Regions from separate parts of the Rattus norvegicus genome. Here region 2 is linked to region 1. The links are chromatin contacts, called in public Hi-C maps. All regions are on one chromosome and are shown on one strand. Each heading gives the region's core, a stretch centred on a gene start, on an enhancer-like site or on the middle of the called end of the contact. The rest is flanking DNA. Distances are from core to core; before and after follow the strand shown. Region 1 holds the start of Hoxd9 (homeo box D9). Region 2 has its middle 62 kb from the start of Hnrnpa3.

Region 1 (6,889 bases), core at 3,758-6,257:
AAGTTTAACAACTGATTCTGCTATTTAGGATTTGAACTTCAGTCCTGTAAATCTGTAATTAGATGATTTTCTTTTCAATAAAGCCTCGGGGTTAAACTTGGTAATTGTGCCCTTTTTGTTCCACTGTTTGTCCTGGATGTTCGTGGGTGTATTTACCTTGACTGAATGAACAGGTTTGGGACTGGAATGGGGGCAATATTGAGAACCCAGATCTCAGAAACAGGCGTCACCTTTTAAAACTCCAGATATTTGGGCGGATGTCCATGAACATGGCAGTCATATCTACATAGTCAGGCCTAATTTTTAAATCACAACACGTTTCTTCTGATGACAAAGTATGTAGGTTTTTTTCAATGTTATTTAAGCATTCCGTCTGTTGTCCGAAAAGAAAAGCTGGTTAACTTCGTCAATATCTGTTTTGATACAATGCATTAACTTAACAGTTTATAGTTTCTGCACTACAGTCCAGATTTTCTGAAATGCTGACTGAGCCAAAATTTTATGCCTGACTAGCACGGCTTGAGAATTTAATAGTTCTTGTTGTTTATTTTTGTTAAATTTATCCTAATTTAAGATTAAAAGGAAGATTGTAAATATTTTTAATCAAAACCTTCCTGCACCACAACGCTCACGAGGTCAGAAAGTGGAGCAACAGCGCTATCTAGTGGCCAAATGCGGTCGCAAGCCAACAGAGTTTGATTTTCCTTTCATTTGCTTCAAACCAATTCTAATCTTAATTCTTCAGTTTGACTTGGGCTTGGACCGCTGACACTAATAATGCTTCATCTCCTTGACTGTCAACAAGTCAAGTTCAGCGAACCGGGACTCCTGAATGCAGAGGAAATTCCCATTTGTGCTCACAAGAGCTTGCTAGTAGCTTGTTTGCCAAAAGCTTCCAGCCCGGTCTTTTGCCAGACACCGCAAGTCCCCCATTCTGTAATCTCCCAGCTGTGCTTTCAAGGCACAATTATAGGACAGGCAAGGTTTAAAAAATCAAAACCTTAAAAATATTAATTGGTGAGACACTTTTTCAAAGAAACCAGGCACTTTGACAGCTAAAAAATTTCTGGAAGTCAAATACTGTTTTTCTTTTAAAGGCTGCTACAACATTAAATCATCAGTATTTGCTAATTCAACTTTCTAATTGTAATGTTTTGTATTTAACTGAATAATTTGGAATGGATTAAAGTCAAATTAGAAGCTTTTGCTGCATGTCAAGTGCCTGTTTGGAAAGTCCCTGTTGGGCTTATGTTTATTCAAATTTCTCCAGACGATAAATGCGAATTTTTTAAAGTTGTATAAGTGACAGACTGAACAGAATTGGATAAGTGGTCTACTTGTCTTTTTTTAAAAGAATCAGTGTGTTTCTTGCTAAATTAATTTGTCTCTCATTTTCAGAAATGTTTTTTCCCAATTTAGCTTAAATGACTGTATCTGTAATAAGCGAACAAACTTCTATATTTTGCCTGAAATGTGGAGTGGAGAACCCGTGAAGACATAATTCTAAGAGATGCTTGCTTGAATAAATGGCCCAAGATCACTACCCTGCCTCCCCCCACCCCCATCTCAAGTAACAGCATAGTGTCATTATTGTCTTATTTTTCTTATTAAAAGAACCAGACACATCATGGCCACAGTCAAAATATTAAAGAGCCACCGGCCATAGAATACCTCTAACGTTCGCTCAATTTTAAAAATCAGAAATATATCACCTCTCATTTTTTATTTCCTGGATGCTCACACCTCACTGGGGGGCTTCCAAGCCCTTTCCTTCTTGGTCCAGGTCTTGTTTATATTTTATTGTCCAGATTTTAAGACCCAGTTTTGTCTGCATTTTTCTTTTCCTCCCACAAACATCAAAATGAGATGGTTTCAAAGCGAAGCGCCTGGGCTGTCGTAAACTCATTACCTCCAGACGTCTCGCCGGCTCGATGGCTTTATGACACCTTGGCTCTTCCTGTTTTCAAAGAGCTGTAGGTATCCGCCTGGCCTAATGGGCGGAGGATGCAGCACCTTCGGCCGGATCTGGGCCTTGGCTTTCCCTCCCAGCCCCCATCTGCTTTTTCTTGGAGTCCCCCTCTTTCATCAGGATCCCCAAGATCTCGACCATCACCCCTGCCTTCCGCCCAACCCAGGCTGCCCGGCGCCGCGGCCTCCTCTAGGGCCTACAACGCCAGTGATTCGCCTGAACCCTCACAATGACCTTCATTTTAGCCTCTCAAAGCGGCCTCAGAGGGCCAAGCTGGGGGCTAAACATACACAGAAGCTGGGTGGAGGGAATGGGCGGCAGGATAAGGGTATGGGGAGGAGAGCCTTGACCATTTTGATCTGCTAAGGTCACATTGGGGCTTTGGTGGGGAGGGGTGAAAGCTCACTACCCAACCGGCCAGGACCTCCTGGAGCCAGCCAGCCTCGCCGGCCTGGGGGAGTTACTCCAGAGTGCCCTTTCCCTTGTTTGGAGATGGGGGTTGGCGGCTGGGTCTCCAGGATAGAAGTAAGTCAGAAGTGCGGTGTGTCAAAGCCTTAGCAAAAGGATGCCTGGTTCCTGGCGCCAGAGGCTCTGCAGAGAGACTTACCCAGGGCCTAAGGGAATTCACTGTGGCCCTGACTGCAGGAGAGTGGAAGTGCCAAGACACCTTCGACAGTTGTGCTCTTCAGCCAGGTGTGCTTACAAAATGGGAAGCTCCGGGGTGCCTCAGAGACCCTCCAGGTGCTAGGGCCTCTAACCTTTAGCTATGTGTCCCCTTTCAGGGATGGGACAGTCTGATGGTTATGTTATTTTGCAAAGACACAGAGAGCAGTCACACAACGTTCAGGGGCAGCGGCTGGGCTCCATTTGTTCAGATCAGCATTTATTTGTAGGAAGCGGTAACATTTACAACTGGTCCTCAGGCAGGAATATGGAGGGCCACCTCCCGAGGCCGCCCCAGGGAGCCCAGCCCTCCTGGGGAGAAAGTAGCTTCCCCGTGCTCCAAGGACTAAGCCTCTCCTCAACCCCACCCCAACCTCGTGTCCCAGGGCCCAGGGCTTCTTGGTAGGCCTCTCTGGAAGTCAGTCCGCGGGCTCCCTGAGGATAGGGGTTTTCCTGCAGCTGAGCTGGGTTTTTTGGGGGAGGGGGTGTGTGTCCACAGTCTTTCTCTTCTTTCAGATTCTCGGAATTAGATAGTTGGCCCTGTTTGGGAGGCTGGATGGGGTGAGACTACACTACAGCACTTTCCAGAAACATGAGGAACATTTACACAGGATAGGGCTCCATCAAGCCTGCGTGCACTCACAAAATAAAGCATTTCCTAAGGAACCAAGGGAGTGGGAAAGGGAGGGAGTGAGATAGGACAAGACTCCAAAGCCACTTGGATTCTCCAATACATATGCGAGCAAATACAGCGTCCCCCAAATAACTCACAGAGACCAACCACACAGTCACTTCTACCTAAAAAAAAAAGAAGAATGTCCGAATCGCTGCAGAGTTTCTGAATCAAGCACCCACAAAGAAAACAATCAACAACAAAAAACCAAAACCCGCTGCCTTTTGAGCGCTGCAGGCCTGACCCGCACTGGGTCAGTCTCCTTTAGGACATTTCTCCTTGCTCATCTTTTTCATTTTCATCCTACGGTTCTGGAACCAGATTTTGACTTGTCTCTCTGTAAGGTTCAGAATCCTGGCCACCTCGTAGCGCCGGTCCCGGGTGAGGTACATGTTGAAGAGGAATTCCTTCTCCAGCTCTAGCGTCTGGTATTTGGTGTAGGGACAGCGCTTTTTCCGGGTGGAGCGAGCGTGGATCCAGTTCGCTGCAGGGTTGTCTAGGAAGAGGGGGGTTTGCAGACAAGGGAGCGAGGGGCGGAGGGGAGGCAGGGAGAGACGACAGGGTGGGGAAGAGAGGTCGTTAAATTAATTTCACCAAGGATGGACGCTTTTCACAACTTGGGGGAATTATCATAAAAAACCTTAATGCCCGCGCTCTGTTTACCGTACAAACCGCGCGCCCAAGGTAGGTGGTTATGGGAAGCTTTTTTATGGATACGTGTTGCTCGCCTAGGCTTGGGTAGGCGTCTAGACGTTTTTATAGGTTAGTAAAACTATCAGTTTTGCACATTCGAGCCTTACAGGTTTCAGCAATAAATCAGGGGGCAATTTCTTTTGCACTTACTTGGGTCAAGTTGCTGCTGCGGCGGCTGCGGCGGCTGCTTCTCCTCCTCCTTCAGCGGGCAGCCCGGGCTCGGGTGATCGCTGCAAGCTGAGGGCTCGGACGAGCCTCCCGTCCCAGGCCCGGTCCCGATTCCCACCCCGGGCCCGTTCCCTGCCGCCGCCGCCGCCGCCGCTGCCGCCTTGTCCCGCAGGAACGAGTTGCACGGGAATTCTGGGCCGCCGCTCCCCTGGGACTCGCGGGCCGCGGAGCACTCAGTCCTTTTGGAGGAGGAGGACGAGGAGGTGGAGGAGGAAGTGGAGGCTGCAGAGGGGGCCGGGGCTGCTCCGGTTTCAGGCTTAATCCCGTAGTGGCGCCCGTTGGCTGGACCGCCGGGGCTGGGAACGGGACCCGGGCCTCCGCTACCTCCGCCACCGCCGCCACCACTGCCACCGCCACCGCCCGCGCCGCCGGGGAAGCCGGGCAGCGGCTCCATCCAGGAGCGTACGTAGCGGCCCGGCTCGGCGGCGGCCAGGGGCGGCGGGGACACGTACGGGTGGTACAGGCCGCTCATCGTCGCCGCCGCCGGGGGCTGGGCGGCCACCGCGGACCACGAGGCGGAGAACACGGACGATTTGGGGGCAAAACTACACGAGGCGAACTCGGCGGCGGCGGCCGGGCCATCGGCCACACCTGCGGGCCGACCCTGTGTCCCCGGCCCCGGTGGCCCAAAGCGCGCGGCGAACACCTCGTCGCCCTCATGGCCTATGAGCGAGTCCACGTAGTAGTTGCTGAGGGTGCCACTGGACGACATGTTGAGGCACCGCGCGCTCCCACCCAAGGTTACACTGCCCACCGCCGAGCGGCTCCTCGCCGGCGCCCGAGCCGCCGACTAGTTCGCAGGCTGCAGCCACCACCATTGGTCGCGCGGCCCACGTGATCATATTTACCAATACCCGGAGTAAATCAGTCCGCTAAACTGGGGGCTGCTGTGATTTAAAAAAAAAAATCATCATCAACAGGAGCGTTGCAATTAGAGCTGCCGGGCCCAGGTCCACGCACCAGCTCGGCCTGGCCCGACTCAGCCCGCCCTGGTGGCGGCGGCGACCACAGGCCTAACTGCGGCCGCAGGAGGCGCTGGGGACTATTTGTTCATCTCTTCTTGCCTCTCTGGGTCCTGCGATCTCCACCCGGACTCTGGCTCTCCGACTCCTGGGCTCTGAGCCGTGGGCCGGGCTTCTAAGTCACACCTAGGCGATTATCCAAAGCCGGGAGCAGTTGGAGGCTCCCCGGCCGGTGCTGCCCCAGGCAGGCGGGCCTTACGGGGCGGGCCCCCTGTCGCCCAAAGGGAGTCGTTCTCCCCTAGCCTCTTTTCTTACCTAAACCCACCCCTCCCCACACATACCCACACACGCTCTCTCACAGCTTGTCGTGTTGTTTAAAACAGGTGGAAGACCTCTGTAATGATATTATGCCTTTCAATAAAAATTTTATGAGGTGTATTTGATTATAGATTAATGTGTCCCTAATAAAACGGACGGATGGAGCAGCTCGGAGGGCCCCCTCCCTCTACCACACTCACACACTCCCCGGGCAGCTACACGCACACCCTCAACGTGAGGCTAGGCACACGACCCGAGGCTCAAGGGGTGAGCTGGGTCAACTGGACTCCAGGGCCTGATCCAGCTCAGCATGGCTTCCAAGGGGCAGCCTCCAAGGGGTGTCTCTCTGCCCTCGGTTAGGTAGCGAGCACTGAAGTCCAAAGCAGCTGACAGTGGTGGCCATGATGCCTCATCTTTTCCTAGCCTTCTGGAATGGCCCTGGAAGAAAACATGCCACAGAGGGGAAAACCCAAAGGCCAGTGAGGCCGGTTCTCACTAGCCAAATTAGCCCAGTCTCAGTGAGGCCTGCAGGAACCGCATCTCCGAAGGTAGGGTCGCTGCGTGACATTCACACTGAGAGGCCTGCAAACGGATTCTAAGGATGTCTTCAAAATCCAGAAGGAATAAGAGGTCTTTGATCCACCCCCTTTCCAGTTTTCCCCACTTGCCTTGAGAAGTAAGGCCGGGCAGCCTTGAATCTGAGAGAAATGACCATTGTCACTCCCAAATCCATGGTACAAAGCCTAGCCCGGAGACAAAAGCCGCACGCCAGCCTGCGGCGGCTGAGAGAACATATCCCTCGCTCTACAAGTTGCCCAGAGCACCCTTGGAGGGCTCCCAGCCCACCTCTAGCCCCGGAAAGAAAGCGGGTAAATGGCTCCTTAGGGCCTGATTGATTGCCTTTGCGAATGTCTTTCTGATTTTGTTTCAGGGGCCTGCCCTTTTCCTGTAGCACAGGTTTCCCCCTATCAGCGACTAATGGTGCTCCCCACATCGCTGGGAAAGACAGACGCAGGGGTTAAAATTACTCTACTTCTTATGCCCATCCAAGGTAAGTCAGGGGCAGATTTATCCCAGACCTCTCAAGCTAGTACTGAGTCAGACATCTCTCTCTGCTAGCCTCAGAAAATATGCCCCTAAAGGGACCCGGCTTGGGATTTGGGAGGATTTGGGATTTGGGAGCGGAAATTTAAAAGAATAAATACTGAGCATCCCAAAGAATGTCTGGATGGGGGCTCTGAAGCGCAGAGATACTAAATGGACCGTTCTTTGAGAGGAAAAGGGCCTGTATTTAAAAGAAAACAAAAATCCTGTTTTGTGAAATTCTTTGAAGATGGGCTAAAACCACAGGCCGGACCTGGGGCAATGAGTTTAGTCACCTCT
Region 2 (7,506 bases), core at 4,382-6,881, 910 kb before region 1:
TCTTTTTTTTTTCTTTTTTTCGGAGCTGGGGACCGAACCCAGGGCCTTGCGCTTGCTAGGCAAGCGCTCTACCACTGAGCTAAATCCCCAACTCCAGCCCTGTTGTTCTTAAAGGTCTTGGTTCCTTGGTATCTTCCACCCATCTGGCTCTTTTTACCTCCTCTCCCTGAGCTCCAGAAGAATGGCTGGGTAATATTTATATTTTGAAAAGGCAGTCTCGAAGCTTTTGTGAATTGATACATTTGCAATTTTCTTTTAAAATACGCCCCCTTCCTCATCGATTCGACTACAGTATGAAGGAAATTGTATTTATTGGTTGACTATAAGGGTTGCAGGACTACCATGTCCTGATGACACCCCAAGCAGACAGTGTCCACTGGGTGGCGCGCACGTGCCTTCGCGGTAACGGCTGTGGGTTTCTAAACCAGGCTAGGGAGCGCTGTGCCACCCCTGGTGAGGCAGCTTGCCCAAGGTCAGCTCCAAATGCCTTAAGCCTGGGGTCCCCACAAGCTGTTACTATAGACAGGCTTCCAACTGCAGCGTGTAGCCTGCCCAACCTCAAACCGCAGGCTGCAAAACCAGAAGCCCCCGAAGCTGTTTCAAACCAAACTACTGATGTGGACAATGACACGGCTATTTAGAGGAAAGGGATAAAGACACGTGGGGAGTGTTTGAAAAAAGGAGACCCTTCTGCATTGGTTTTCATGACAGTATAATTTTCTCCCATTTTGTAAGGTTGAGGACAACGTGAAATCGAGGCTAGATTCTGATGCAGATTATAGAGTGGGAGGTGAAGGCATTTTGCTTTTCTTTAGGAGAGCGCCAGCCGATTCCCTTTATTTTCCAGATGAAACGCTGACGGCTTTGTCATAGTTTTATCCTTTATTACTCGTCTAAAAAGGGACAGGTGTCTTCCTTCCAACCCGAAGCAGTAAGTAATGGCTTTGGCATCATTTCCCCGCCTCTTTTAAGTTTATGGAAACACATTTCTCATTGTTAGGCTAAAGATGCAGATCAGAACAGAGGAGCCTGATTCTTGTCACACTAAGGTTGCTTCTCAGGCGATTAGAAAGCAACAGCCGGGGAGCCGGGGTCTTGAGAGGACGAGTGACGGATAGCCAGGGCAACGCAGTTACAGACCCCGCACGCGGAGCCTGCAAAGCCCTGGGTTACCTGCACGCGTGCACCTCTGCTTAGGAGCAACCCGGTTCTACGCCTTTCTCCAAATTGCCTGTGCTGGGTTATCCGAGCTGGCTGAAAGCCGCGGGAGAGCGAGGCCTTTTCCCTGCAGTGTAGCTCAGCGCAGCCGCAGCTTGTCTTGGGTTCAAGAATACACCGATTCTGGAGTTACAGATCGCCAAGCTCATTCTGATTTTGGCCCAAATAACTCTTAAACATCTAAAAGTTATTCTTGTGTGTACGGTGTTTTGCCTGCACCACATCCTCAGTACCACATCCGTGCATAAGATTTTTTTTTTAAACAGTCAAATTTACAGTTCCTGTAGAATAATATAAAAGTACTCTTTGCCGCGTTTTCTTGTACTTGCCCTGGGTTCTTATGTATGTAATCCTCTTTTTATGGTGCCGATGGGAGGGTTTCAATGGATTTCTTAAGATCTCTTCCAAGGTTATATAATCTTGGTTCAGAAATATGCAGTAGTTCAAAAAACTCAGACAGAAACATGATTAGGAGTGCACGGAATAGTGGAGTAGAGACAGAACGGTTCTTTTAAAAACGGACTTTCCTAATAATTTCGTTGAGGTAAAGAAAGGTAGGTGGATTATATGCATTTCTGGAAGGCTTTTTGCCCGTTATTCAGTCTGTTTGTTCATTGTCTCAAAAGAAAAGAACTAACCAGCAGAAATAAAGCAGAAAAACATTTAGTTTTACCTACTAAAATGCTAGATTTCAATACAGACCCAGGAGTCAGCGATGTCTGATGTGTTACTAGAGAAACATCTGGAAGGCTGTAAGGACGGCTGAGAAAGGTTCGCGATTTAATCTCAAGATGTTATATACTTCTTACCTCTGGGTGGCGCTGTTCAACTGCTTCTTGTTTTTATGTGCGTTTGAAAGCCATTGCTTCCTGTTAGATGCATTCGTCAAAGAATCTGTTAAAGAGACATTTCCTCTATCCACAGTTATGTCTTAAATAACTTTCTTGTCACATGGATATAAATTCAAACTGGTTGTGATATGCCATTTTAATTACCAAAAGATGACCAAATAATATTAAAGATTATTTATTCGGGCAATTGGCCAGGTTAAAAACCCGATTTCATCTTGCTTGAAAAGAAATCATCTATTTACATTTTGATAGGTGTTTAACCTGAAAAGACCGTTAAAACACTAGAGTTTTAGTTTAAATTTGTTCTTACTTGTAGAAGTGATTTTAATTCCTTAAAGGTATTTCAGTAGAAGTCAGTTTTACGAAAGGGAAGGGTAGATATTGGGAAAACACAACCAAGTAAAATGTAATAAAAAAACCCCCCTAACATTAGACACTAAGTTATTATTTTCACTTAAATTTAAAGCAGAACACCTTCAATATTAAAACAAAACAACACACACACACACACACACACACACACACACACACACACACACACACACAGAACAAATTCTTATTTCCAGGACAGGATTGTTTTAATAAGTAGAAATTGTGTTTACAGTCTTGCAAAATGTATGGTAGGTAATCATAACATCTCTGACAAGCAGGGCAGCGAGTTAGCATTGTGGACCAGGAAAATCTGTGCATGTGTCCGTTGGCTTTTAAGACGTCTGATTCTTTATTCAAAACTCAGGGCCAGTCAGAAATGCCAGATGAAGGGGTTAGAATGCCAAAGCTAATTTTGTTTTGTCATATACAAAGCAGTTAATGTAAAAATTATTGATTGATATTCTCCCACCTTTTAACTCTTTTAGGACTCAATATTTAAAGCAAAACTAATTCATCTAGGTGCTCTACTGTACAAAATTAATCCTACTGGGACAGGCGAGGCCAAGCCTCATTATGGAGTGGTTGGTTCCCTTGTGGAACCAGCCTAAGCAGGTTGCTTTACTTTTTCAAAATTATGCACGACAAAGAGTTTAACCCTTGAGATGCTAGGGAATTGGCCTTCAGTATTATACTAAGTGGGCCATGTGATGGGATCGGGGGACATGACAACGACAGAATGTCTTCCCCTTGTGGGCACTGCCTAGGACACAGGTGAGGTGAGATGATCTATATACCAGGGTTGATATGTTCATTAAAAGCAGTGGTTCTCGACATTCCTAATGCTGTGAGCCTTTGACACAACTCCTCACGTTGTGATGACCGCAACCCTAAAATTATTTTCACTGCTACTTCATAACTGTAATTTTGCTACTGTTCTGAATTGTAATGCAAATATTTTTTGGAGATAGAGGTTTACCAAGGAGTTGATACCAACAGGCTGAGAACCACTGATTAAAACAGTTTCCCCTTCCCTAATATGTACCATGGTGTTATATACCTTGCCTTTGAAAGTGTGTGTGTGCGCGTGCGTGTGTGTGTGTGTGTGTGTATGTGTGTGTGTATGTGTCTGTGTGTGTTGTGTGTGTGTATATGTGTGTATGTGAGTGTGTATGTTTGTGTATGTGTGTGTGTATGTGTGTGTGTATGTGTGTGTGTATGTGTGTGTGTGTATGTGTGTGTGTGCACACGTATATGTGTGTGTGTGTTGGGCATGATAACACATGCCTTTAATCCCAGCATCCAGAGGCAGAGGCAGGCAAATCTCTGTGAGTCTAAAGCCAGTCTGATTTACACAGTGAGTTCCAGGATTGTGAGCCATTAAAAAAAAGTATGTAAATAGAGAATTTACCTCTCTGCCTGGCTGTCCAGACAATTCTTCAGATTTGATTAATTTCTGAATTCAGTACATTTTACTGAATTAGGTAGTATAACCACTAAGCATTGGTTATAGCTACAAAGGTATGTTCCTCCCCCCCCATATGTGTTTTTCTTTCAGTATTTGTGCAAAATATTATTGGGGATTTTAAAATTTCTTTTGTTTTTAGTGCTTGGGGGTCCAACCTATGAACGCTATCACTGAGCTACACTGCTCCCCCCACACACCTGGGTCTCTATACCTTTTGGTTGGATGTGGCAGGTCCTAAACACGGAAAGTCTGAGGCTAAGTTGCTTCTTTTGTTCGTTTTGAGCATCTCAGCACATTTCTTCATTTCATGGGCCTCACTCCCCTCCAGGACGTTACGAATTGCTGCAATACATTTCCTTCTGGGAGCTGTCAGGAAATGCTTATTTGTAAAAAAGATTTATTTACTTTATGCATGTAAGTGTTTTGTCTGCAGGTAGGTATGTGCACCACATGTGTGCCCAAAGAGGCCAGAAAAGGATATCAGGTCCCCTGGAACGGACGTTCTGGACACTTGTGAGCCACCACACCAGTGCTGGGAACGGAACCTGGGCTCCCTGCAGGAGCAGACATCGCTCTTAACCACTGAGCCATCTTTCCAGACCTAAGACATATTTATGTAGCGAGCGTGAAGGGGTCCAGTCAACTGATGAGCCCTTACCCTAAGAACAATATGGTAGTCACCATGAAGATGGTCTTTCATTCATTCACATCGCTGGGATTAAACCCAGCTGGTGGGACCAGATTCATATCCACTTTAACAATTCCTGTATATTCCTACTGTAAAAATAGCCTGAATTAATTATTCCGGGCTGTCATTAAGTCACAGAAGTTACAGTGGCACTCGGGAAGAAAATCTCACTTGTTTAAATAAGAATCCGAATTAAAAAATTACCCTTATAGGTCCCACTGTTTTAAAGTGAGTAAATGAAAGGCAGCTCGCAGGAAAGCTCTGTAAAACTCCGGCTATTGAATTTAATTTCTCTGTAAAAAGCTTAGCTTTAATAGAAACTGCTGCTTGAGAAACCACATTCTAAGCCAATAACATGGTCCATGTTTCTGTTTTAAACCCAGTATAAAAAGTATTTAAGCATCATAGATTTCATTGCCCCTGTCTTCTTGTCAGCTCTGATACAGTAAGAAAGAATAAAGATTTATATCCTGTGGACATTTAATAAACGTTAATTTTTAATTGACAGTTGAAATGTTATCTCCAAATAAATGTGGATGTTATTAGCTTCAATCATTTCACAGTAAATAACTGGAGATAGGAAACGTTGGGAAGGGTTATGATTCCCCGGTAGGAATTGTGGCTGGCGCTTAGAGGGGAACATTTTCAATGTCATTTTCATACCCAAATCTTTCTTCTGCAGATACCAGGATGAGCCATCCTCCGTGAGGAACAACTCAAAAGGGGCGTTGGGGGTGGGGAAGAAGAAAATTAAAGGGAGAAAAAAGGAAAAAAAGATCTCTTCTTAGTTTTCAGTTTACTTTTAATTTCAGTTGGAAAAAATCCCCGCTGATTTTTTTTTTTTTTTTAAATTTAACGCATCCTGGGAACATGCCGTTCAGGATTTTGGCATGGGAACTTCAAACGAAGCTGGTAAGGCAGGCAAATGCGTAAGTGGAAAGTTTGAGGAAGCTGGCAGCGGGGCGGGAAGTCAGCCTTTCGTTCGCTCCACCCCTTCTCATGTGAGTACAAAGCGGGAGCCGACGCGTGAGTCAGAGCCAGGCTGGCCCCGAGATCCCCAGCATCTGCTTCCTCAACTATCACCCAGAGGACTGTGGTGCTAAATCACCGCGCAAAAATAGCTTCAGAGACCCAGCTTCAAACAGATGCGGCGTGGTGGGCGTGGAAGAGGGTTCTGGACTCGTCTTAAATTCCCCATTACCTGATTAATGGATATGTTATTTTTATATTAGCCCATCGTACTGTTTACCTCGCTCACCTAGATGATAGCACAAGGTTCACATTTTTATCCATCTGAGAGAAGCTACTTCCTCAGTTACACCGTGTTTGATATTAAAATCTGGACCTGAACTTTTTGTTTGTGTAAGGGTTGATTGGTCTTTGATCAATAATTACAAAAGTGGAATCTTTACTATAGACACAAGAAAGCGTGTATTTTAAAAAGATACATTAAAAAAAACAAAACCTCAAACACACACACTCCATGTATCTTACCACTAACACCGATTGCCAAAACCTCCCTAGGGTCTGTCTGTGTTTTGGGGAACAAGGAATTCTAGAATTGTTGTCTTGATTTAAGATCTTTCAAGGTTTTATTTCACATACAGGACGGTGTATTCCAGGCCTACTTAGAATTGTTGCAACTTGGTATTAAGTTAAAGCTGAAGTTTTCCCAGCAGAACAGCATCTGTAATAGATGAGATTAACAACTGGGGAGAAGTTCAGAGCGTTTAATGGAATTGATCTGCTAAATGACAATTTTTAGTGGCTATCTTAAAATATAAATTATTATCATGAAAGAGTTAGTTCAGTTAAGCCCTTCATTTGGAAGATGCCCAGTCTGACCTCGTTCAACTCAATGTGCAGAAGGAGAGGGCCTCTGGGTTTATTTAGATTTGGTACTAAATCAATAGGTTTGGAATCCTCACTCACTATTTTTTTTTTAACTTTCCTTGCCTTTTCTTTTTCTTTTTTCTTTCTGTTTTTTTTGAAAGGCAGAGGTGGTAAAGGCTGTTTGATGACATGTACGTCATTATAACAATTATATATTGAAAATAATAATAATGGGCCAAGAATAGATCAATGTGACAGTTGCTATGTACGAAGAGCCAAGAGCTGCATCAACATTTCTTATTCTAGCCACACACATTATTCAATGAGCTGAATGCATTTTTGGAGCCAAAATAATTATATTGGATTAATATCAGATTGTATTTAGGACATTCTGAATTATTAAATAAGCAACTAATTAAAATAATCAGAAAGCTTTGCAAATATGAATAAGAAATCAGTCTGGGATTTTTCCAGAAATCTGTGCCCTGTACACCCACGGTGAGTTTTATATTCTGTGGGTACTGACTTCTTGTGACAAGTGTGAGTGTTGAATTTTCTGTTCAGTTGTATACAGGTTCTAAATTTGTCTGGTTATTCATGTTTATCATTAAAACTGTGGGATCTTGGCTTTGGAAGTGGCTTAAGTAGCCAGCTCCCAAGTTCACAGAGGTTTGTGTGCAAGCCTTCCTTGACAAGCTTGCTCATCTGCAAAATCATTCAGGAAAATTTATTTTAGTTGTGCTTTTGTTTGTTTTTATTGTTGTTATCCATTATAGCATTTAATGGTCCATTTCCCTGGTCTGAATTTATAAGCCAGACAGTTTTAGATATTTCTAATATAAAACTGTAACTCTGACCCCATGGTACCTCATGACTGTGACCTAAACAGAAGAAGGTGCAGGAGGCCAAGGCCAGACTCTGGATACACACATAGTGAGGAGGAGGCCAGATAGGGCTCGGTGAGACTTTGTCTGGAAAACGAAATAGAAAAACAAGTACGAAGAATGCAACAGTATTTCCATCAGATCTCTACAGAAAGAACAGGGTGGCTAATTCAACCCTAGCTTTCTCTTCTAGGA

What was found. Hi-C and Micro-C count contacts between places; a contact is called where the count stands out from the background.
Region 2: a Hi-C map of mammary epithelial cells shows a contact between it and region 1, with 5 times the contacts expected there. The contact joins the enhancer-like site here to the promoter of Hoxd9 in region 1. A contact is called at or near these places in 8 of 12 Hi-C or Micro-C datasets (the A7r5 cell line, the Rat2 cell line, Schwann cells and 5 more).

What each region holds. Positions count from the first base shown.
Region 1 is chr3:80,006,124-80,013,012 of GRCr8, reverse strand. Hoxd9 (homeo box D9) reads right to left here and starts at 5,007. Exons shown (of 2, transcript NM_001173469.2): 1 at 4,149-5,007; 2 at 2,827-3,801. The coding sequence starts at 4,938. The coding sequence ends at 3,560.
Region 2 is chr3:80,919,721-80,927,226 of GRCr8, reverse strand. No RefSeq gene overlaps it. Among named protein-coding and RNA genes, the nearest start is that of Hnrnpa3, 62 kb to the left of the region's middle. Within about 2 kb of position 5,631, at least 8 of the 93 cell types and tissues checked have an H3K27ac peak or open chromatin away from gene starts, as enhancers often do.